7 separate regions of the Mus musculus genome follow, and regions 1, 3, 4, 5, 6 and 7 are each linked to region 2. Evidence: chromatin contacts called from public Hi-C, HiChIP or PLAC-seq and promoter capture Hi-C data. All regions are on one chromosome and are shown on one strand. Each heading gives the region's core, a stretch centred on a gene start, on an enhancer-like site or on the middle of the called end of the contact. The rest is flanking DNA. Distances are from core to core; before and after follow the strand shown.

The links. Promoter capture Hi-C pulls out the DNA fragments that hold promoters and counts their contacts. Hi-C and Micro-C count contacts between places; a contact is called where the count stands out from the background. HiChIP or PLAC-seq counts read pairs in DNA pulled down with a chosen protein or histone mark.
Region 1: a contact with region 2 is called in a Hi-C map of forebrain, with 5 times the contacts expected there. The contact joins the enhancer-like site here to the promoter of Zswim6 in region 2. A contact is called at or near these places in 1 of 484 Hi-C or Micro-C datasets (forebrain) and 6 of 115 datasets of contacts at active chromatin or transcription factors (bone marrow-derived macrophages, craniofacial prominence, embryonic basal ganglia and 3 more).
Region 3: a promoter capture Hi-C map of hippocampal neurons shows a contact between it and region 2, with 9 times the contacts expected there. The contact joins the enhancer-like site here to the promoter of Zswim6 in region 2. A contact is called at or near these places in 14 of 39 promoter capture datasets (3T3-L1-derived adipocytes, the HPC-7 cell line, cranial neural crest and 9 more), 18 of 484 Hi-C or Micro-C datasets (3T3-L1-derived adipocytes, the AML12 cell line, the Patski cell line and 12 more), 14 of 115 datasets of contacts at active chromatin or transcription factors (SST interneurons, bone marrow-derived macrophages, craniofacial prominence and 10 more) and 1 of 9 other capture datasets (adipose tissue).
Region 4: a contact with region 2 is called in an H3K4me3 HiChIP or PLAC-seq map of bone marrow-derived macrophages, with 5 times the contacts expected there. The contact joins the enhancer-like site here to the promoter of Zswim6 in region 2. A contact is called at or near these places in 16 of 39 promoter capture datasets (the 3T3-L1 cell line, 3T3-L1-derived adipocytes, the HPC-7 cell line and 11 more), 2 of 484 Hi-C or Micro-C datasets (cranial neural crest and embryonic stem cells), 12 of 115 datasets of contacts at active chromatin or transcription factors (bone marrow-derived macrophages, craniofacial prominence, embryonic basal ganglia and 7 more) and 1 of 9 other capture datasets (embryonic stem cells).
Region 5: a contact with region 2 is called in a FOXA1 HiChIP or PLAC-seq map of pancreatic cancer cells. The contact joins the enhancer-like site here to the promoter of Zswim6 in region 2. A contact is called at or near these places in 7 of 484 Hi-C or Micro-C datasets (CD4 T cells, CD8 T cells, Sertoli cells and 4 more) and 3 of 115 datasets of contacts at active chromatin or transcription factors (embryonic stem cells, memory CD8 T cells and pancreatic cancer cells).
Region 6: a contact with region 2 is called in a promoter capture Hi-C map of hematopoietic stem and progenitor cells, with 2.4 times the contacts expected there. The contact joins the enhancer-like site here to the promoter of Zswim6 in region 2. A contact is called at or near these places in 11 of 39 promoter capture datasets (the 3T3-L1 cell line, 3T3-L1-derived adipocytes, cranial neural crest and 5 more), 4 of 484 Hi-C or Micro-C datasets (B cells, Th1 cells and cerebral cortex), 12 of 115 datasets of contacts at active chromatin or transcription factors (CD8 T cells, bone marrow-derived macrophages, embryonic basal ganglia and 9 more) and 1 of 9 other capture datasets (embryonic stem cells).
Region 7: an H3K4me3 HiChIP or PLAC-seq map of embryonic forebrain shows a contact between it and region 2, with 4 times the contacts expected there. The contact joins the enhancer-like site here to the promoter of Zswim6 in region 2. A contact is called at or near these places in 10 of 39 promoter capture datasets (the 3T3-L1 cell line, 3T3-L1-derived adipocytes, the HPC-7 cell line and 6 more), 2 of 484 Hi-C or Micro-C datasets (cerebral cortex and forebrain) and 10 of 115 datasets of contacts at active chromatin or transcription factors (CD8 T cells, craniofacial prominence, embryonic basal ganglia and 7 more).

The regions. Positions count from the first base shown.
Region 1 is chr13:107,406,591-107,409,290 of GRCm38.p6, reverse strand. No RefSeq gene overlaps it. Among named protein-coding and RNA genes, the nearest start is that of AI197445, 62 kb to the left of the region's middle. Within about 2 kb of position 1,445, at least 50 of the 459 cell types and tissues checked have an H3K27ac peak or open chromatin away from gene starts, as enhancers often do. A contact at or near this core is called in embryonic basal ganglia, embryonic forebrain and forebrain, where this site is marked.
Region 2 is chr13:107,888,660-107,891,359 of GRCm38.p6, reverse strand. Zswim6 (zinc finger SWIM-type containing 6) reads left to right here and starts at 1,296. Exons shown (of 18, transcript NM_145456.3): 1 at 1,296-1,756; 2 at 1,758-1,766; 3 at 1,769-1,774; 4 at 1,777-1,779; 5 at 1,782-1,963. The coding sequence starts at 1,311.
Region 3 is chr13:107,448,540-107,451,239 of GRCm38.p6, reverse strand. No RefSeq gene overlaps it. Among named protein-coding and RNA genes, the nearest start is that of AI197445, 20 kb to the left of the region's middle. Within about 2 kb of position 1,364, at least 83 of the 459 cell types and tissues checked have an H3K27ac peak or open chromatin away from gene starts, as enhancers often do. A contact at or near this core is called in SST interneurons, adipose tissue, cerebellar granule neurons and 11 more, where this site is marked.
Region 4 is chr13:107,483,371-107,486,070 of GRCm38.p6, reverse strand. No RefSeq gene overlaps it. Among named protein-coding and RNA genes, the nearest start is that of AI197445, 15 kb to the right of the region's middle. Within about 2 kb of position 1,265, at least 65 of the 459 cell types and tissues checked have an H3K27ac peak or open chromatin away from gene starts, as enhancers often do. A contact at or near this core is called in the SN4741 cell line, bone marrow-derived macrophages and embryonic limb bud, where this site is marked.
Region 5 is chr13:108,302,147-108,304,846 of GRCm38.p6, reverse strand. No RefSeq gene overlaps it. Among named protein-coding and RNA genes, the nearest start is that of Depdc1b, 13 kb to the left of the region's middle. Within about 2 kb of position 1,381, at least 54 of the 459 cell types and tissues checked have an H3K27ac peak or open chromatin away from gene starts, as enhancers often do. A contact at or near this core is called in CD8 T cells, memory CD8 T cells, pancreatic cancer cells and 1 more, where this site is marked.
Region 6 is chr13:107,567,138-107,569,837 of GRCm38.p6, reverse strand. All of the region lies in intron 2 of Gm31920 (a long non-coding RNA gene), which reads right to left. Among named protein-coding and RNA genes, the nearest start is that of Gm32004, 3.1 kb to the right of the region's middle. Within about 2 kb of position 1,292, at least 34 of the 459 cell types and tissues checked have an H3K27ac peak or open chromatin away from gene starts, as enhancers often do. A contact at or near this core is called in CD8 T cells, Th1 cells, hematopoietic stem and progenitor cells and 1 more, where this site is marked.
Region 7 is chr13:107,545,048-107,547,747 of GRCm38.p6, reverse strand. All of the region lies in intron 1 of Gm32004 (a long non-coding RNA gene), which reads left to right. All of the region lies in intron 2 of Gm31920 (a long non-coding RNA gene), which reads right to left. Among named protein-coding and RNA genes, the nearest start is that of Gm31920, 5.4 kb to the right of the region's middle. Within about 2 kb of position 1,332, at least 22 of the 459 cell types and tissues checked have an H3K27ac peak or open chromatin away from gene starts, as enhancers often do. A contact at or near this core is called in embryonic forebrain, forebrain and hippocampal neurons, where this site is marked.

The DNA.
Region 1 (2,700 bases), core at 196-2,695, 480 kb after region 2:
GTCAGTTTTGCATACATGCACACACACACACCAGGCAAGGACACTCACCAATACATACATATGCACACGAAAGCATATACCACATACACAGTTACATATACACACACATTCACAGTGATATATATCTAGATTATTGAAAATGTTGACCAGAGGATACAACCTGTTAGTCATATGGTATAATGTGAATTGTAATGGATGTGAATTTTATTTTAAGAATCATCATAAAAAATGTATGTCCTCGGGACTGTCTCTGATTCTGTTGCCTGCCATTGGATCACCTTCCCCTACTTGGACTGCCTGGTTGGGCCTCAGTGGGAGGTGTCTAGTCTTGCTTGAACTATATGTCCCAGGGTGGGGCAGTGCCCAAGGGAAGCTTCCTCTACTCTCAGGAGAAGGAAAGGGATTTGCAAGGACAGGGCTGGGAAGAAAAGAGGGAGGGGGCTCGGACTGGGATGTAATATGAAAAAGAAAAATTATAAGAAAAAAGGAAAAAAAACCCAAAACCAAAAAACATGTGTGCACTTGTCAAATCAGTATGCCTTGATCTTTAAACTTTGAGTATGACCTTTAAAATTGGATCCTTAAAATTAGAGTATGGACTCTCAGCTATATGATGAGCAAGATCTGGGACTCTTGGTGTTTGGCAAAATTGGCAATGAACATTAATCACCCTAATTACAATGATGATTATACAATGCATACACATATCAAATAATCATAATATAAATAAATATATATGATTTTTTTGTCAATTTAATATTTTTTAATAAGAATGTTTAAACACTCAGAATACTGGATTCTGCCCTCTGAGTTTCTGACTCCCTATCCCTAGTGTGGGGTCTGGGACTGTCAAGTCTCAACAAGTTCCCAAGTGACATTTTTGGTGCCTTTCCAGGAAACCATATTCTGAGAATATGAAGGTCAGGCGTTGGTAAGCTTCTTCTATAAAAAAGTAAATATTTCAGGCTTTATAAGCCACAGAGTCTCAGATATGACTGCTGCTGAAATTGGTTACAGCCACATCCCAGGCAGCATGTGACACTATGGGCTTATATTTCAATAAAGCTCTGTTGATTTAAAAAGGCAGCCAGCCATGTTTGGCCCCCACAAAATCACTTGCCAACTCCTCCTATAGGTAAAGAGGGTCCCGGCAGAAGCACATATTATAGACAGATGAAGTTTAAGCCATAAATTCCAAATCTGAAAATAGACTTACTAATCATTTGGATCGCCTTGTCCCAAATGGGCTTGTGGTGACAGTACCTTTAGAATGGCTTTCATCGGGAATGAATTATAAAATACAGAAAGTCAAGAAGGCAGGAAGGAGACAAGGAACCTCACTCACTGTGTCCGAGAGAGAGATTATCAAAACTGCAGAAGACAGTTCAGTGTTGGCTGAGGAGGCAGTTAGCTAAACGGTTCTCATGGAAACCAAATGTACCAGTTGCATGAGAAATAGCTGACGGGATGGGAAAGGGGGCTGCTTGATCCTGTCAGGTAGCTGCTAATTAGCAATCAAAACCTAATTGAGATTAACAGCTGTTTTTCTAATACAGCTACTAACGGGGATGCAGAAATGGCATGAAGACCATCCAAGCTCTACAAGCTGGCATTTTAACATTAGAAAACAGGAAGAGCAGAGCAACACACCAAGCAACAGGAAGATGAAAGTGAGCTGTGTACACAGAGCTTAGCTGACAGGCCAAAGAGGGCTGGATCCAGAGGACCAATTAGGACATACACACCAGGGCTGGAGGCAGATAAAGGGGCCAGATACAAACAATTTCTGAGCATCTATTCACTGGCTGCTGGGGCTGAGCCAGAGCCTGGCTGCTGTGGAGAGAAGGGCACATTGGTGCAGCTCTCCTAGCTGTCAACAGAGCCCCTGGATTAGACTGGAAATCCTTTCAAATGCTCTGTCTGAGTACCATCCGAGCATCACCTCTGCATGTAGAAATATCTGTGTCACCCCACGGGACTGAACCTGTGACATTTCTACTAGGTGAGGCTTATCAAACGGTTAATTTCTCTTTGACACACTCTCAGTGGCTTTTCTTTTGCCAAGGCAGTGTGTAGCTCTGAATGAGCTTCCTTAATTAGCACCACTAGCAGAACCAGTGGCTGCTATCAGAAGTACAGGCTGGGACTAGAGGGAGCTTGAACACAGAACAAAAAATCTAATCAACGTGGTTCAAGACTGGTAGACCAGCTGTCCCAGACAAAGGAATCTACATACACCTTGAGGAACATGCAACGCCTCCTATGTGCTGGGTGCTAGACTAAGTACATGGCATACACATAATTGTCACAACACTGCTGGGGAGTGCCTTCATCATACAGAGGAGAAAGCAGAGTGGTTAAGATGTGCCCCTGGTTTACACAGCTTTAACTGATACAGGTGGATTTGAACCTGGGATGCTTCACACCACGGGTGAAGTCCAACAATAAATACTGTTTGGTCTGGAATCTTAGTGGACAAGCCAAAGTTCAGACCTGACCTCTTGGGTTAGGACCTGCACCAGAACAGACCGCTGTCCTTCCTGTGCCTATCATGTTTTAAGAACCCTTGGTTTTTCTCTATCCCCTCATATAGATAGATGTCACAGAGATATACTAATAACTCACCAATATTAAGAGCAGAGGTCATCTTGCAATAACAAGGATATGCTGCCGTTGACTAGCGGGAGGCATGAGATGGGG
Region 2 (2,700 bases), core at 47-2,546:
TGCCCTGCAGCGGGGAGGACCCGCCGGTCGGGCGCCGCCAATGCTGCAGGGAGCGCAGCGCGCGTCCGGAGCGCCAAGGACTCCAGGTCTCAGCCCCGCCGCAGATTCCAGAGCGCCCGCGGCTGTTGTCCGCCACCGGGCGGCCGTGAGCGACAACCGTCTCGCGTTGGAGAGTTTGCGCGATCCTCTCTGCCCGTGTGTGCGCTCTAAGTGAGCGGCCCGACCCCCTGGGTCTGCAGCAGGTCGCGGCAGAGGGCGACTGGGGCTCTGGGGTGAAGCCGGGCGGGCCGGCTTCTTGGCCCGAAGGACTGAAAGAGTGCGAGGGCGGGGCGGGGCAGGGCGGCGCGGCCGGCTCGGGACGCGCGTCCAGCGGCTGCGGGGCAGCATCCGAGCGCTGCGCGTGTCCGGGCGCTCGATCGACTCGGCTCCCTGGCGTGTCACCGGGCCGGAGCGAACCCGGGGCTCAGGGCTGGGTGCGCTGCAGTTACGCGGGGCAGCCGCGCCCCTTCCCCACCTGGGTCGGCGAAAAGTGAAGTGGAAAACAGTGGCTGAGCTCAGCCCTCCTCCCTTTCCCCCCTGCGCCGCAGCCACGGCCGAGGGTGGGGGAAGTTCGCTTCGCCGGGTTGGAAGGAAAGCAGGCGGCCTGGGCCGCGCCTCCCCCGCCTTCCTCTCGGCCGCGTCCCCGGGGCTTCACGCAGCATTTCTTTGTTTTGAAAGCGCCTCCTCCGCCCAGAGGCTTTTCCCCGCGGGGCCGGCTGACTGGGGGGTGGGGCATCGAGCAGTCGGCCCGCCCTCCATTTAGTCCGGAACCCTCCCCCCTCCCCGCCCCGCGGCGACCCACGAGGAGCGTCCACGCTCGGCGGACATCAAAAGGAGGCAGGGCGCTGGAGGGCTAAGTTGAGTAGACAGGGGGCGCAGAGACCCACCCACCCTTCCCCTTGGCAGACGGCCCGACCCCTCCCGCGGAAACCCCGCCTGAGCCCCGCCTCCCGCGTCACAGCAGCCTGACATTCTCACAGCCCACCGGGCACCCAACCCGGGTGCCCCCGCCACCCCCGTGTCCACGGAGCGCTCTATTTATGTTTCAGCCCAGTGATTTGCATAGGCCCCGCCCCCTCCCCTAGGTTCTCCCTATCGGCGCTCCTCCTCGGCGATGTCGTCACGGCCTAGGCCACACCTCCCGTGCCCCTACAAGGAGCGGCGGGCCCTAGATGGCAGCGTGGCGTCGCCACGGCGTGTGCGTGTCGCGCTTCCTTGTGCCGTTTATAGGGTCCCGGCACTTCCGCTGTCGGGTTAGAAGCGGCGCGGTCATGGCGGAGCGCGGACAGCAGCCTCCTCCCGCGAAACGGCTCTGCTGCCGGCCGGGCGGCGGCGGCGGCGGCGGCGGCGGTGGTGGGGGCAGCAGCGGCGGCGGCGCGGGTGGCGGCTACAGCTCTGCCTGTCGGCCCGGCCCGCGGGCGGGCGGTGCGGCGGCGGCGGCGGCGTGCGGGGGCGGCGCGGCACTGGGGCTGCTGCCGCCGGGCAAGACCCAAAGCCCCGAGTCTCTGCTGGACATCGCAGCGCGCAGGGTGGCGGAGAAGTGGCCGTTCCAGCGCGTGGAGGAGCGCTTCGAGCGCATCCCGGAGCCGGTGCAGCGCCGCATCGTCTACTGGTCCTTTCCCCGCAGTGAGCGGGAGATCTGCATGTACTCGTCCTTCAACACCGGCGGCGGCTCCGCGGGCGGCCCCGGCGACGACAGCGGCGGCGGCGGCGGGCGGCAGCACGGGCGCGGCGCGGCGGCGCGGCGGCTCCTCATCCTCGCCGGCCGCCACCTCAGCCGCCGCCGCCGCCGTCGCCGCGGGCACCGGGACCCCGTCGGTGGGGGCGGCCAGCGCTGCGGACGGCGGCGACGAGACGCGGCTGCCCTTCCGCCGGGGTATCGCGCTGCTGGAGAGTGGCTGCGTAGACAACGTCCTGCAAGTCGGTGAGTCACGGGGCTGCCGCGGGCCGTCGGTCCTTCGGTCTGTCCTCCTGTCCCTCGGGGGTGGGGGAGGGCAGGGTCTCCCCTCCGATCCCCTGGGCCGCCTCGGGTCGGGCGCGCGCGGTGCAGCAGCGGGCGACTCGGACGGTCCCCGGAGCGGAGCGCCCATTTCCTCCCGCTGGTCCCCGCCCCCGTCTCCCCGGACGGGCTAGCGCGAGTGGGAAATGAATCAGCAAGGACGCGCCCCTCGGTGGCGGGGTGGTGGGTGTCGGCGTCCCGGTCGTCTGTCCGGCAGGCTGAGTGCGGGTGTGCGGGGCGGGCGTGGACAAAGGCGCGGGTGGCCGCGGGGCTCGGGCTGGGGCGTGCGGCGCGGGGGAGGGGGCGCGGGCCGCAGACAATGCCGACCGGGGCGCTCGCTCTGCACTGCCCGGCTCGCGTCCTTTCTTCTGGCGCTGCTCCGCGCCCCGCGGTCCGAGGTGGGGTGGTGGCGATCCCTTCAACCCCGCTCGGCCACCGCTCCGCTCGGGGCTCCGACGGCCGGCCGGCTAGCCGGCCGGCCCCTCGTACTCAGGCTGCTTTAAGGTGTCTGCAACGAGCTCCGCGGCGTCCGCGTCCGGGTCCCCGAGCCACCCCGGCCGGCAGTGACGGCCGGCCGGGCCGCTGAGGGGCGCCGCTCTCGCTTCTCCGTCCCGTGAGGCACCCCGCCGCCCGACTTCTGCCTGAGCCCGGGGTTCGGGCGC
Region 3 (2,700 bases), core at 115-2,614, 440 kb after region 2:
CTCTTTCTACCACGTAGGTCCCAGAGTTCAATCTCAGACCATCAAGCTTGGTGGCAAGAACCTTTACTTGTGGAACCATCTCCCCCCTCCCTCCACCCCGGTTTCCTAATTTTAAAGTCCTAGTAAACCAGGACCTATAATAAGAATCACTGGAACTAGACCCAGTGTCATGCTGAAAATTTCCGCTGTGAGGTAGAGGAGAGCTAGGCAGTCACCTAAAAGCATTATCCCAGCCACAGTCTTCCCACGTGGAGTTTTGCAAATCTGATGGCCCAAGCAGCTCACCCTCTTGGTTAGAAAACCATGGTCAGCCAGGACTATTGTTAGACAGACCTGTATACTCAGGGGTCTGTAGGCTCATTGAGGGAATTGGATCTGCTATTTTTTGTTAGTTTGGAGAGTTGATCACATAAGTAGATATTTATTGAGCATGCTCGGTATGTATATCTGATCTAATATTGACATTGGTTTGCTAGCTGTACTGCCCAACGAGAGCAGGCTATTGCTAGGACATTGCATGTGCATAGTTCCAAAGTATTTGCCCAAACTTGGCCATCTCTCTATTTTAAATGATCATGCTTTCTTTACCTGAAATTGAAAAATGGTGAGGGTAGTGCATTAGTAACTCATCTTATTACTGTGACAAAATATCCAAAGAAAGCAACTTAAAGAGGGAAGGGTTTCTTTCATCCCACAGTTTGAGTGTAGAGTCCATCAAGACGGGGAAGTCCTAGGGGCCAATAGAGTTACTAATCGTTGCGTCTAATCGTTGCGTCTAATCGTTGCGTCTAATCGTTGCGTCTAATCGTTGCGTCTAGTCAGGAAGCAGGGAGAGATCAACACTGAATCTCAGCACACTCTCTCATTTCTACTCAGCCTTGGGGTGGTGATGCCACAGTTAGGGCGGGTCTTCCCAACTCAACCCAATTAAAAACAACAACAACAACAACAACAACAACAACAACAGCAACAACAACAACAACAACAGCAACAGCAACAAAAACCTCTTTCACAGACATTCTTAGAGGTTGGTCACTCAAGCGATTCTCAATCCTGTCAACTTGGCAGTCAGTGCTAACCATCACAATGCGCATGCCTTTTGCCTGCGTGCCTTTTGGGTTTCATCCCAGAGTGTGCTTTGAGAATGCTGAGTGTAGTGAGATCATTTGGTATGCTTCATGCTCCCTGCTTTTGCCTACTCCCAGTCCTGGGAAGGATAAGACAGCTTTTCATTAGGAACTGGGTCCAGCCAGCTGGAAAGCCTGGTGAGCAGGTTACATAATGCCAATTACCTCATTAGTCCCCCGTGTTGTTTCTGGAACTTCCTCTTACGTAGAAGCCCCATCTCATCTCAGGCAGCTTGCAACTAACTAGACAACAGTTTCGTTTTGTAAGTGGTGACCTGGACCTTGCTTTCTTGGCATTTATGCCTAGGGTACGGCATGAAGTCAGAGTGGAATTTTCCCAGCCTCTTGTTTTCTTCCAAGTGCCGATGCCTTGGCTGAGGACTGCAGAAAATTTGGATGTGACAGGAAATGCTGTGTGGAGGGACGGCGTGCACAGTCTAAGAGAATGTGCTGTATTGGAACCAAAACACGTTGAGCATAAGGTGCTCCGTGCCCTCTCTGGCAGCTCTTGAACTGCTGGTCCCATTCCTCCAATCCTGTCCTTTCTGTCCTTCTGGCAAGGATGTTCTGGTGTGTTCTCCTAGTAGCAAGGCAAAGTTCTTTTTACTCTAGATGCATTTGCCTGGTTAAAAAAACTAAAGCCCCAGTGAGTATACTGGGATAGACTTTCTGATGGGAAACTTGCATTATATCAAAAATCAGTTCTATTTAGGTGCATTTATACAAAAGAAATAATCACATTCATTCACAGAGGGTTAAGAACAGGGATGTTCATTGTGGGACTGTTCAGATAAAACTAACAGGATTCCAAAGTTTAATGAACAGGACCAAGCAATATCTATCCTCCCATACTCCTGGTTTAGAGGAGGTTAACACCAGGCTAACAAAGGAGCTGAAGAGCTCCCTTGAAAATGAAATGTCTGAAAGCCTTATTCTTTCATTCATCTTTAAGTGTGTTATGTGTTTGCATGTGTGTGTGCATAAGTGCACAGGCCAGTGGCTAATATCTGTTTCTTTCTCAGTCACTCTATATTAACTTTTCAAGACAGGGTCTTTCATTGAACCTGGAGTTCATCAACTCAACTGGACTAGCTGACCTGTCAATAGGTTCTGGAAAGCCGGCACTGGGAGTATAGGCACACACTGTGCCTGTGATTGGAAAAATTCAGTGCTGACACCACAAATGTTCCAGGAAACTGAGATGGTTGATCATCCTACCCTTGACTCAGGATGTGTGGGCAGATCTTCACCGAAAAAATCTATGTAAGAATCACCAGCATGTGTAACTCAATATTGGGCATACAGGACTTTGAGCAATTTTCTATGGGACTCGACCTGAGGACAATGAGGAATAGGCTTTCCTTTTCATTCCAGAGGGTGGTGAGAGCTATAGAAACGGCTGGATTTGAAGGCCATTGATGGCATTGTGGTTACATTAATGTTTAGAACAGATTTTCCAGAGCCTCGTGACACAGGTACAATAGGAACAGAAGCTCAGCCCACAGAACTTCCAGGGGAACTGCCAGCCTTGGGGACATGTGGCTTCTCAGGGAACATTCAGGAGCCAGGACCT
Region 4 (2,700 bases), core at 16-2,515, 410 kb after region 2:
TCTTCTGAGAGGGGCTCAGGATGCCTGCATCTGCCAGGGCTTAGTACTTCCAGCCCTTCACACAAAGGGCCCATGCAGGCCACCAGGCAGTGGCTCTGGCCTTCTGTTAGTTTTACAGGTTGCCCTTGTTGACCTGTCCTGCCCAGCTGTTGGTCATGCCCATGTATCAGCAGCACTGGTGACAGGGAAGGGGACTTCCCATTTACTCTGACAACAAGGGACTGGGCACTGCCAGCTCATCCTGTGATTTCATTTCCACTCTCAGCCTGTGAGTCAGAGCGGGGCAATTACTTAGAGCCTGTGTGTATTGTCCAGGATAGCGCTGAGCACAGGAGCTAACCATGTATAAGAACTGAGTGGGCTTGCTCACAAAGCCATTTCCTTCCCTTGAAATCAAACTTAATTAAAAACATGTTAGCCCCATTCTTCCCAGGGCCAGCACTGCCCAGTGCAATGTGTGATCTGCCTCTAAGGGCACCAGTGTGAGGACTCCTGTGCCAATGGCTCAGAGTCGTATGGTGCCCTACCACACTAAAAAAGAAAAAGGAGATTTGCCCAGATAAACAATTTTATGTTGGAAGTGGGCTGAGATGAGTTTTCCCAGGGACTCAGGTATAGTGTCTCATGCCTATAATTCTCAACACGTGGGAGTTTGCAACAGAGGGATTGCCCTGAGTTTAAGGCCACAGCTGCATAATGCATTTTAGGTCGGTCTAGGCTACAGAATGAGACTTGGTCCCCACAGCAAAGCAAAACAAAACAACCCCTCCAGAAATAATAAAAATAAATAAAATAAATAAAAATAGAACTTTAAAGCAGCTACCACAAGCACAGCTTTGTGAGTTTTCAGTGTTCTTACTTGGTTGAGCAGAAACTCCAGTTGTCAAGTCATTGTTGCTTATTAGCTGATGTGGTACCTCATCTGCTTCCAGGGAGTTTATGGCAGGCAATTTATAACACCTACCTTAAAACCAGAAGGAGCCAAGCACTGCCTTCAGGGAGTTGAACTTGCAGTGTGAGAGACTTCTCAGCTACATGGGGGCCTAAGGAGCTTTTCCCTCCAGCAAAAAAAAAAAAAAAGTACCAAGAAAATGAGGTCTAGGTAGGCATCTCTAGGCTCCTTTCAGAACATCTTCCAAGCTCTGGCGGTACAGCCCAGGTCTCTAGAGGGAGGGGCCTGACTCTTCCCCAGGTATCTGACACACCCTGCAGGCTAGCCTGGGGAACCAGTGCTGTTAGCCTCCCAGATGAAATCCCAGGGGAGACGGGAGAGAGGCCTAATCAGAAGAGGCGGGGAGTGAGGCTCAGTGAGGCAAGGCAGCAGCCTGTGTGCGAGTTGAGCTTTATCTCTGAAAGGAGAGCAGGATGTGCCAGGCAGGGTTTTTAATATTCAGGTTGGAAAGGGTTTTAAATGCGACTTGGCATCATCGGCAATAATCTAGTTTAATTTAATTTGCTGCAAAAAGATGCCACTTGTGCCTCTTACGCCGATGCGTGAGAAAATGTCCCCCACTCCCTCCCACACACACTTTCGTCCTGCTCTTTGCTAAATGCCTTGGCTACATTCCTGTGGCCAGAAGGCTCCCAGGGCAGGACACTGGAGCTACTGGTGCAGCTGGGGCTCATTCTCTTTATCCACATGGCCCAGGTCACTGGACTCAGCTCTGCTGTTTTCATCTCATGGGGGACGACTGATAGCCCAGCCACTACTGTGAGTTGTCCTCTGCTTCATTTCTCCTCCTGATACCTGTCAGGCACTGAGATAAAGAGGGCTTGCCGGCATCCTCAGTTGTCACCAACCGCAGCCAGGCAGTCCAGGCTCAGTGGCCTAGCCTCTCCCTATTTCCCATTTCTAAATGCACCGCATTGATTTGCACTAGCACGTGCAGCCTCCGAATAATTGACAAACCTCCCTCCTCAGCATAGCCAATGGGATCAGATGAACAACTGGAATTTCAGCCGCTCCACCCCCCTTATCCCATGGAGACTAAGAAAAAAAAATTGCACATCTAGGAACAATATGTGCAAGCGTGGTCTCCTGGCAATTTGCAGCCAATTACAAGTGTACATTGCTTTGCACAATGGATGTGCTGCAGAAAAGGTTATATGCAAATCGAATTTTTGTAAATTGAATTATATTTAACATGCACCAAGGGAGTGGGCTATTTTAGGGAGACCAAAGTTGAATTCATTTTATGGGGCAAGGAACCGTTTTTTTTTTTAAAAAAGCAAGTTACCATCCGTGTGTGTGTGTGTGTGTGTGTGTGTGTGTGTGTGTTTGTGTGTATGATAAGATCGGTATTTATTATGTTGGACTTTTCTAAGCTACAGCATACCTACCACATTAAAGTCATAATAATAAGATAGGGAGAGTGTCCTCTGAGGTCTAGAGGTAAGAGAAGAAAGGTGAAAACTAAGGGCTCTGCTCCCATGGAGGAAGATGAAGGAGACAAAGGGAGACTTGCCAGCATCAGTCTGTGAGCTTCCCTACTGTGCCATTGTTGTTTGGGGTCTAAGTCAGAGTGCCAGTCACACTCTTCTCACCTGTGAAGGCACAGTCTCCCCTTCCCCCATGACATTATATAACTGTGGCCAGCCCAGTCAGGGCCCTGTTCACCTTTAGATGGTCTCAGCCCAGGACTCAGGGCCTTTCTGCTCTGTAAGGTCTCGGCAAACGTCTGGGACCTGAAAGAGCACACA
Region 5 (2,700 bases), core at 132-2,631, 410 kb before region 2:
CTAAGTCTTGGGGCCATGTACAGATACTGGCATTGTGTACAGAAAAATGTCAAGCAGAACTTCCTTCTCCGAGGTGTTTATAGCCTGAGACCACTTCCCTGCAGAGACCCACCCTACTGAGATGAGCTAAACCCATCTCCTTGGTCAGCTGTATATAAGAAACCTGCCTCTTCATTTGTGTATATAGAATACACCTGCTCCTTTGATTCAGCTTATGAAACACATGTGCTGAGGTTTCAGGCTATTTCTGGTATTTCTCTATCAGAGCACATGGCCCGCGGGATTGCAGCTTTTCTGTATGTGTGTCTGCTGTTTGTTCATTCCCCCTTGGCCACAGTTAGGTCAGTCCCTAAGCTGTGCAGATCACAGCACCCTGCATCAAAAGAATCCAGTGGAAGAAAAGTCCAAGCAAATTCCTGATGTCAACGTAAGGCCTTCACAAGCACACAGGCACCTGCATGCACACATATGCCCACACATGTGCAAATATACACATGCACACACGCCACTCATACATACACACACACACACACACACACACACATCACTCAGAATAATGTTGACCTGGGTATCCTTTGACGCAGTCAAGCTGCTCCATGAGATGAGCTGTAGTTCTCAATTTGAAGCACACAGACCTTTCAGTGATTACCAAACACCACACTAGGTATTGTGCTGAGGCATTTTGCACATACAGCTAAAGTCCCCAATCCATTATCTACCATACTAGAGCTATAACAGGACCCCAGATAAGGCTGGCTTCATCACATGAGCCCCATGAGCCAGTCCACTCCAGTTGGTCTTAGAGCTAACGTCAGAGATTTATTGCAGAACTGGGTTCTACAAACCTAAATGACTCACAAGCAGATAGACTGAGCCACAAGCCACAGGGGAAACAGGAGATGTCTGTACAAACAAGGAAGAATGCAAAGGGATACAGACTTCATTATGCTCAAAATCACCAAGGTAATTTATGATTCAATGTTGTGAATTCTATACCCAGAGGCCTCTAGATCCCATAACTGGTTTATGGTTTTGACTACTTTCTCCGCCAATCTCTGCCTGGTTAATACCTTGATTTCCATTCTTGACACCTGAGACTCTCAGCAGAGGTAGCCACACCAGGTCAGATCACTGTGATCTGAAAGCTGTGAGCCTTTAAGTGTTGTATACAATCCATTAGGCTTGTGTCCCTTCTTGTATAACAATAGAAAACTCATACACATTTTATAGACAAAACTCTCAAGTGTTTGCCTGGTATAGCCACAACAGGACAGTAAGTATAAAAAGAATGTCAATATTTAATGTGTGACTAGCTATAAGGGATGTGGGGGGTGGGGTGGCAGTGAGGGATCAAATGTGGCTTCAAAGTCACTGCAAGGCTGGCAGAAAGACTGAGCCACAAGCCACAAGGAAACTGGAGATGTCTGTGTAAACAAGAAAGAATATGAAGGGATACAGATTTCATTATGCCCCAAACCACCAAGGTAGCTTATGATCCAGTTTTACAAATTCTATACACAGACATACCTAGATTCCATAGCTGGTTTGTGGTTTTGACTATTACTAACAGAGTTTCAGATACTTATGACAAGCACACATTTCTAACCTCAATGAAACTCTCGCCCTGGAAGTCAAGTATAAGCTCTTCCCCAGTTTGTAAGTGACCTCACCCAAACACCTACAATTGCGGGTGCATAATGACCTCGCCATCCTGTGCTCATTGTGTGCCTCTGCATGCTGTACGCTGGTGCATGGTGACCTCACAGTTCTCTGCTTTGCATGCCTATGTATTCTGTAAGCAACGTATACGCTGTTCTGCTATTCGAAAATTCACCAAAGTCATCAGCTCTGATGTTGGAATAACAAAGGCCAGAAAAGGCTGGAATTTAGAGCTGGTGAGATGAATTCCTCGGTAAGCATGCTTGCCATGCAAATCTGCCGATCTGAGTTCAAATCCCGAATCATCACAGAAAAAGCTGAGCATCATAGTGTTGTCTATACACCCAGCACTGGGGGACCGGGGGGTGGGGGGGGTGACAGGGTGGCAGGGTCAGAATCCGGAGGATCTTTGTGGCTTGCTATCAGCCTAGTTCCAGGTCCATTGAGATACTCTGTCTCAAAGAAATAAGGCAGAGAGTGATAAATGGGGCAGACACTCAACTTTCTCTGCCCTCCACACATATGCAAGCATGAGCACCTGTGCGCACACACACACATGTACACTTACACTGCACAAATACACGGTATCGACACAATTTTTTTCTAATTAATAAAAGGAAGTTGGAGTTTAGACATACATTTGGTTGCTAGTGAACCCTGAAAATAAAGAGACCCCCATAGTCATATATATTCACACAAGAAGTGAGGCCACAGCGGTGGAAAGAGAAGCCAATGAGAATGAATGAAGACAGAGGAGGAGGAAGAACAGAGAGAGGGGAAAAGACAGCCGGTCCTCTACTTCAGACACTTTCTCTGCTGCCTTGACCGGGTCCTCTGACCCTTGCCCCTACTACTTCACTGTGTATGAAGGCTTGTCTGTCCACCCCAGCCTTTCCCTCCACAGCTTGTCCTGTGGCTGCAACAGTTATAATAAGGGATCGTCCTCCAGCTACCAAAGGCCTCCTTAAGTTACTCTTAAAGGTACAAGATTAAAGTTTGGCCTCTGCCGAATTACAGTGCACGCCACGTATAATGATGGCA
Region 6 (2,700 bases), core at 43-2,542, 320 kb after region 2:
AAAAAAAAAAAAAAAAACAAGGTAGAACATGATGAAGGAAAACTCCCAATACCCCCCTACCCATCTCCATGTATGCATAGGCACACCCACGCAAATACACGTGTGTTCACCCTTCCCTCCACCCTGACACCCACTTCCCAAGAAACAATAGGAGATGCAATGTGAGCTCTAAGATAAGGCAATATCACATTGTCTTGACCACTACTTATCTTAATGTCAGTAAATTTGATACTATGTTACTCAGCATGTACTACCAGATTAACCAAAATTAGTGTGTGGGGGTGGGGGTGGGGGGGAGAGTGCAGGGCTATCCCTGGGCCTTGGGGGTAAAGGGATTTCCCCAGGCACATAGACATATCATCTAAGGCTCTGGCAGGGATCTGAATTGTCCAGATGGCGGGAATGAAAAATGTGAATTGAGAGACAGCTTATATCCTCACTCAGTGGCACTGGACAGAAGTTCAAAATCTGTTACAAAGAGTGAGTTCAAGGCCAGCCTGAGCAATTGGTAAATAGCTGCTTAATACAGAAGAGTCTGGGTTCACTCACGAATACAGCAAGAAACAGCGGACACAGTGCTGTGAAAGGGAGAGAGAGCTAAACACGGGGATAAGACTTCTGGACACTAGGGATATTCCTGGACGAAAGTAAAAAACACAGTTCCAGCACTTGAGGGATGACTGCTGTTGTGTGGAGCACCCCACGTAGAAGCCTCAGCACTGAAGGGTTACAGTTATGGTCTAGGAAAGCAAGAAGAAATACCCTGACCTTTCTCCTTTGTCTCCTCATTTCCTGCTGATGCTTCCCAGTGACCTAGCTTGTTTGGAAGGCAGTTGGCAAGGCAGTATGGGTAAACAGTCAAAGTCAGGGGCAGAGAATGATAGGATATGGCCCTGATAAAGGACTGAGCAGCAAACACAGGGGTCGGTCCCTGAGAGAGAAAGGGGGGCGGGTGTATGTCGAACAGGAAACTGAAACAAAAAGGAACCACCTGCCAGAAAAACATGAGCTGTGTGACACGGTTTTCCTGCCTGCTCTCAGAGCTCCAAAGCCTGAGGGTCACGGCTCTTCTGGTCTGAGCTGAGCGCAAAAATGCCCGTGTGGAATTTTATAGGAAGCAACATTGTGCACCTTTGGGCAGCCATATCATCATTCCTGGTGCTCATGACGAAGAGGGAAAAGAGTAGAGTCAACCTCGCCTCCTTTGTCTCTTTCTGCTCTTCCTCTCTATGGCACATTCTTTTCACTTTCATGGTCTCCATTACAGCAACAGTGCTAGTTCATACTGTGTGCATCTGCTGGTGGTAGCATTGCTTGCTTTAAGCACTAGCAGAGTTGCCTACTGTGAATCAGATGGGAGGATGGAGCAGCCACACACACACACACACACACACACACACACACACACACACACACACACACAGAAGGTGTCAAGCACATCATGACCTGTAGCCTGTGTTGGACCAGAAGCAGTCATCTGGGCAGGTTGTGAGAGAAGCTCTCAGACCACGTAGAGGCAAGCGAGGAAGCACAGATGGGGATCCAAGACTTCTTTAAAGCTTGAGTTGTATCACAATCCCCTGTGTTCTTTATTTCATTTCTTGGAAACTAACTTACCTGCATCTCTTTCTTGGCTTCCTCTTAGCCAGAGGCATTAGAACTAGATTTTTTTTTTTGGTCAGTTGTGTCTTTCATTTGAGAGTGAAATATGATCAGTTATCGCAAACAGTGGAACATGTTGAGCGATATGTCACCAGTGAGCCAAAGACCCCAGAGTAATGTCCACAAGCTTGTTGAAAACACAACAATTAAATGCCCGTTCAACAAATCTCTTTTTATTTGATTCCTTTTCACTCTCCCTTTGTTTCTGACCCAATATTCAATACACATTGAAGCAATAAGAATGCAACCACCTTTCCTAATTGTGCAGGTGCCTAGTAACCATTCAAAGGAGGTTGCCTAGTGTTTGTATGAGATCCCTGCATCATGCATAGAACAAAGTATATGTTTTCAATGTGCACAGTGATGGTCGGTCCTTCATTTTTTTTTTCACTTTTCTCATCTTCTATAGCTGCTTTTAGTAAAGGACCATTTAGTCTCCAGCCTCTGACCCTGTGAGCAATGGAAAATTTGGCAAGACTCAAAGGTTTCAGAATATGTAATGACAAAAATTAGTTGAAAATCAAATGCCCCACGAACCTATACCACATCCTGTGGCTTTGCTGCAGCCTTAATCCTGCACATAAAACATGTGCATTTTGTACTGCACATGATATCACACGATGCTATGGGAATCAATGCTTTCTGAAATGCCCCAGATCAGATTAAAGTCATGCTATGAATTATGGTGGTCTTTTGTTTGTTTGTTTACTGTACATATAGAACTTTCTGTTCCTATAGATGATTATTAATTATAAAAATAAAGACTTTCAATATGTTCCTATTCTCATTCCTCATGTAAAGATAAAATTAGTATATCTTTAGAATGTATTGGGTTAAAAATCTTTGATTTTAAGAGTAGCTGTTTGAGTGGCTGACCAGAGTTTCACAGAAAGGTATTAAATGAATTTTCACTTGGAATTGGGAAAGAATTTCCCAAAACATCTGGAAAGGCTCAATTCTACCATTTTGTATCTAACATAGTGATGTATATGTTCTTAGTATTGATGATTATAAAGTCAAAAGGTTGGTCAACTTTTA
Region 7 (2,700 bases), core at 83-2,582, 340 kb after region 2:
TGCGCCACCACGCCTGGCTGATTTTTATGCTTTTTATGTGTATTTGCTGGTATCAAAGTAAGGGATTTGCTACTGTGCAGCTACCACTGCGTTCAGATACCGTGTTGGGGCCCGAGGATGTCCCAAACCACTGCTGGGAAATGCCAACTTTTTATAAAAAATTAGGAATTAGCTCGAGCAGCTTGCCTGCTAAGTGAAAAAAAAAATTACATAATTTCTTCTGCACGGCTGCATGAAGCAGAGGTTTTCTTTCTTTCTCCCCCCCACCCCCCGAATGTACAGTAAATCTCAAGTGATTTATGTCATGGCACCTCTCCTTGAACACAATATAACATTGCTACCAAATTTAAATAAAAAATAAATGATGTGTTGTGCTAGGAGATTCTCCTGCCAACAGCTCTCGCACAATTAACACACTGGCAGAATGTGTTGCTAATTCCATGCCACTGGCGTGTTTTCTGCTTCAGAATATAGCAATGAAATCGGGTCAGAGATCCAATAATAACGAGCGTTCGTTAAAATATACAGCTCTGTGTGGTAGATATATTGTAGGCATGGGCGGGAAGTAGAAAGACCCACAGTGGTGCATTAAATAGCTCAGTCCCCCAAATAGAACTGGAAGAATTTGTCTTCAAGCTTCAGCAGAGAGAGAGGGAACAGCATGGAGAGAGAGAGAGAGAGAGAGAGAGAGAGAGAGAGAGAGAGAGAGAGAGAGAGAGAGAGATAGAGAGAGAGATAGTTCATCCCAAGTCCAGGGTTCCATGTTGGAAGAAAGGGCTTAATTATCAAGATCTGGCCACATACAAGGGAGGCAAGGAAACAAGGAAAACATAAACTCAACGAATCATGCAAAATTCTGATTCTGCAGGTTTCTCCAAGACAGTTTCTCTCTCTTCTCTTAGCCTCCTCACATAGGTTCTGTTCTTTTCCACAACAAAAACAGCGATGATGAAAATATTTTGGCAATGTTCAGGGCCTTTCACACCCATGACCCTGACCTCCAAATCAATTTTCTTTATTCTTAACCTGACCTTGGCTTCCATTCTCCCTGGCGTTCAATATTAGTTACAAAATCTTGAGCTCTTTGAGACCTTCTCCCCCTCCCCCAATAACCCTGGCAGGCCACACTTGTGAAGCCCCAGAGAGGAAAGAGAAAGGCTGCTTGACAAAGAGAAATAATAAGGAGATAAACAAGCCCAGTGTGTTCTCCAGGAGTCTCATTTGCACCAAATGCCATTAGCACCGTTATTTTTGCAGAGGACGGTGGAGCCTGCCTTGGCTCCCTGCTTGTGTCAGGCGCTTTGGATAACACCATACATCACCAGGCGGCCCAAGCGCTTCACTTAAATAGTGATATGTAAGGGAGAGCATGTTACATTCAATCCATCAGCCATGGGCTGGCTGAGTGCAGAAGCTGGAAAAATCGCTCACATTTCTCCATTGCTGCCTGCATTAATACCCGAAAGGGAGCGAGCTGAGAAAGGAAAGTGCCAATTTTGGCACACATGTTAAAAAGAGAAGCAAAGAATAGGAGGGAAAGAAACCATCTTCCAAACAAGGTGCCAAGGGGGCCAAGGGAGGCTTTTAACGGAGAAGACTGCTTTTCAAGACTGAGGCATTGACAAGGAGAATGAGGACTCGCTGAGACAAGAGTTCCAGGGTCAGCAGCATGCTTTCCGGAGAAGAAGTTAGCTGGCAGGGGCTATTTTTCTGCAAATTAGGTTTCTATCAAGAGTAACCGTGGAGGAGGAGCGGAGGGAAATGAATTGGAGTCTCTTGAATAATCAGGTATTGTTGGACTGTTGGAATGACCTATACACCGATGTGTGCAAAGACTGTTCCCATCCCTCCTTTCATAGGATGGGAAGCCTCCCACAGCTGTTGACAAAGTGTCCTAATAGGACGTCTTTGGGGATGACAGTGTGGCCCCATGAAACAATGGTCCGTAGAGTGTGGGCTCCACATGGCCAGAAAGGCATGGTCTTTCTGACCACTGCAGGCACGACAGGGCTGTGGGGGGCAGTGGGAGAGGCAGAATCCAAACTCTGGGCAGATTGTGGAGAATTATGACAAGAAGGGACAGAACCAGCTTTCCTTGGAGATGATAGAGGCAGTCCTTGAACTGACAGTTTAGCAGCGCTCAGTACCATATTCAGTTCAAAGGAACATCTGCCTGTGTCCAGTTCAGTTTCTGCTGAGAAGGCTCCCTGCACCCTCTTGCGGCTCCAGTTGTATCCTCCCGACTTAGATATTTGCAAATATGACTGAGACCCATGCTTGTCCATGTAGTCCAGATGCAGGTGAACTCTCAGTCAAAGTTCAGGGCTCCAAGGTGAAGCCCACAGAGATACGTCACAAGGAAGACACTCCTTATTATGCTTGTTTATCTCCTAAAACAAATGTCCTCCAAGCTGATACATTATGTAGTGACACAAAATAGTTAACATGGCAGGTGAGATTTATAGGCCCTTGAAATTTCTCAACTCCTTACCGTTAGGCCCTTGAAATTTCTCAACTCCTTACCGTTCTAAGGTGCAACCCGGTTACATCAGAAAATAAGAAGACAGCCATCCATTTAACACACGCTTTATAAGGATCTATCTCAGATATCCAAAAGTTAAAATTTAAATAGGAAAAATAGCTCATATGTTAAGAAAATAGAGTAATAGCAACCAAGAGAAATGAAGAGTCAGGAATGAC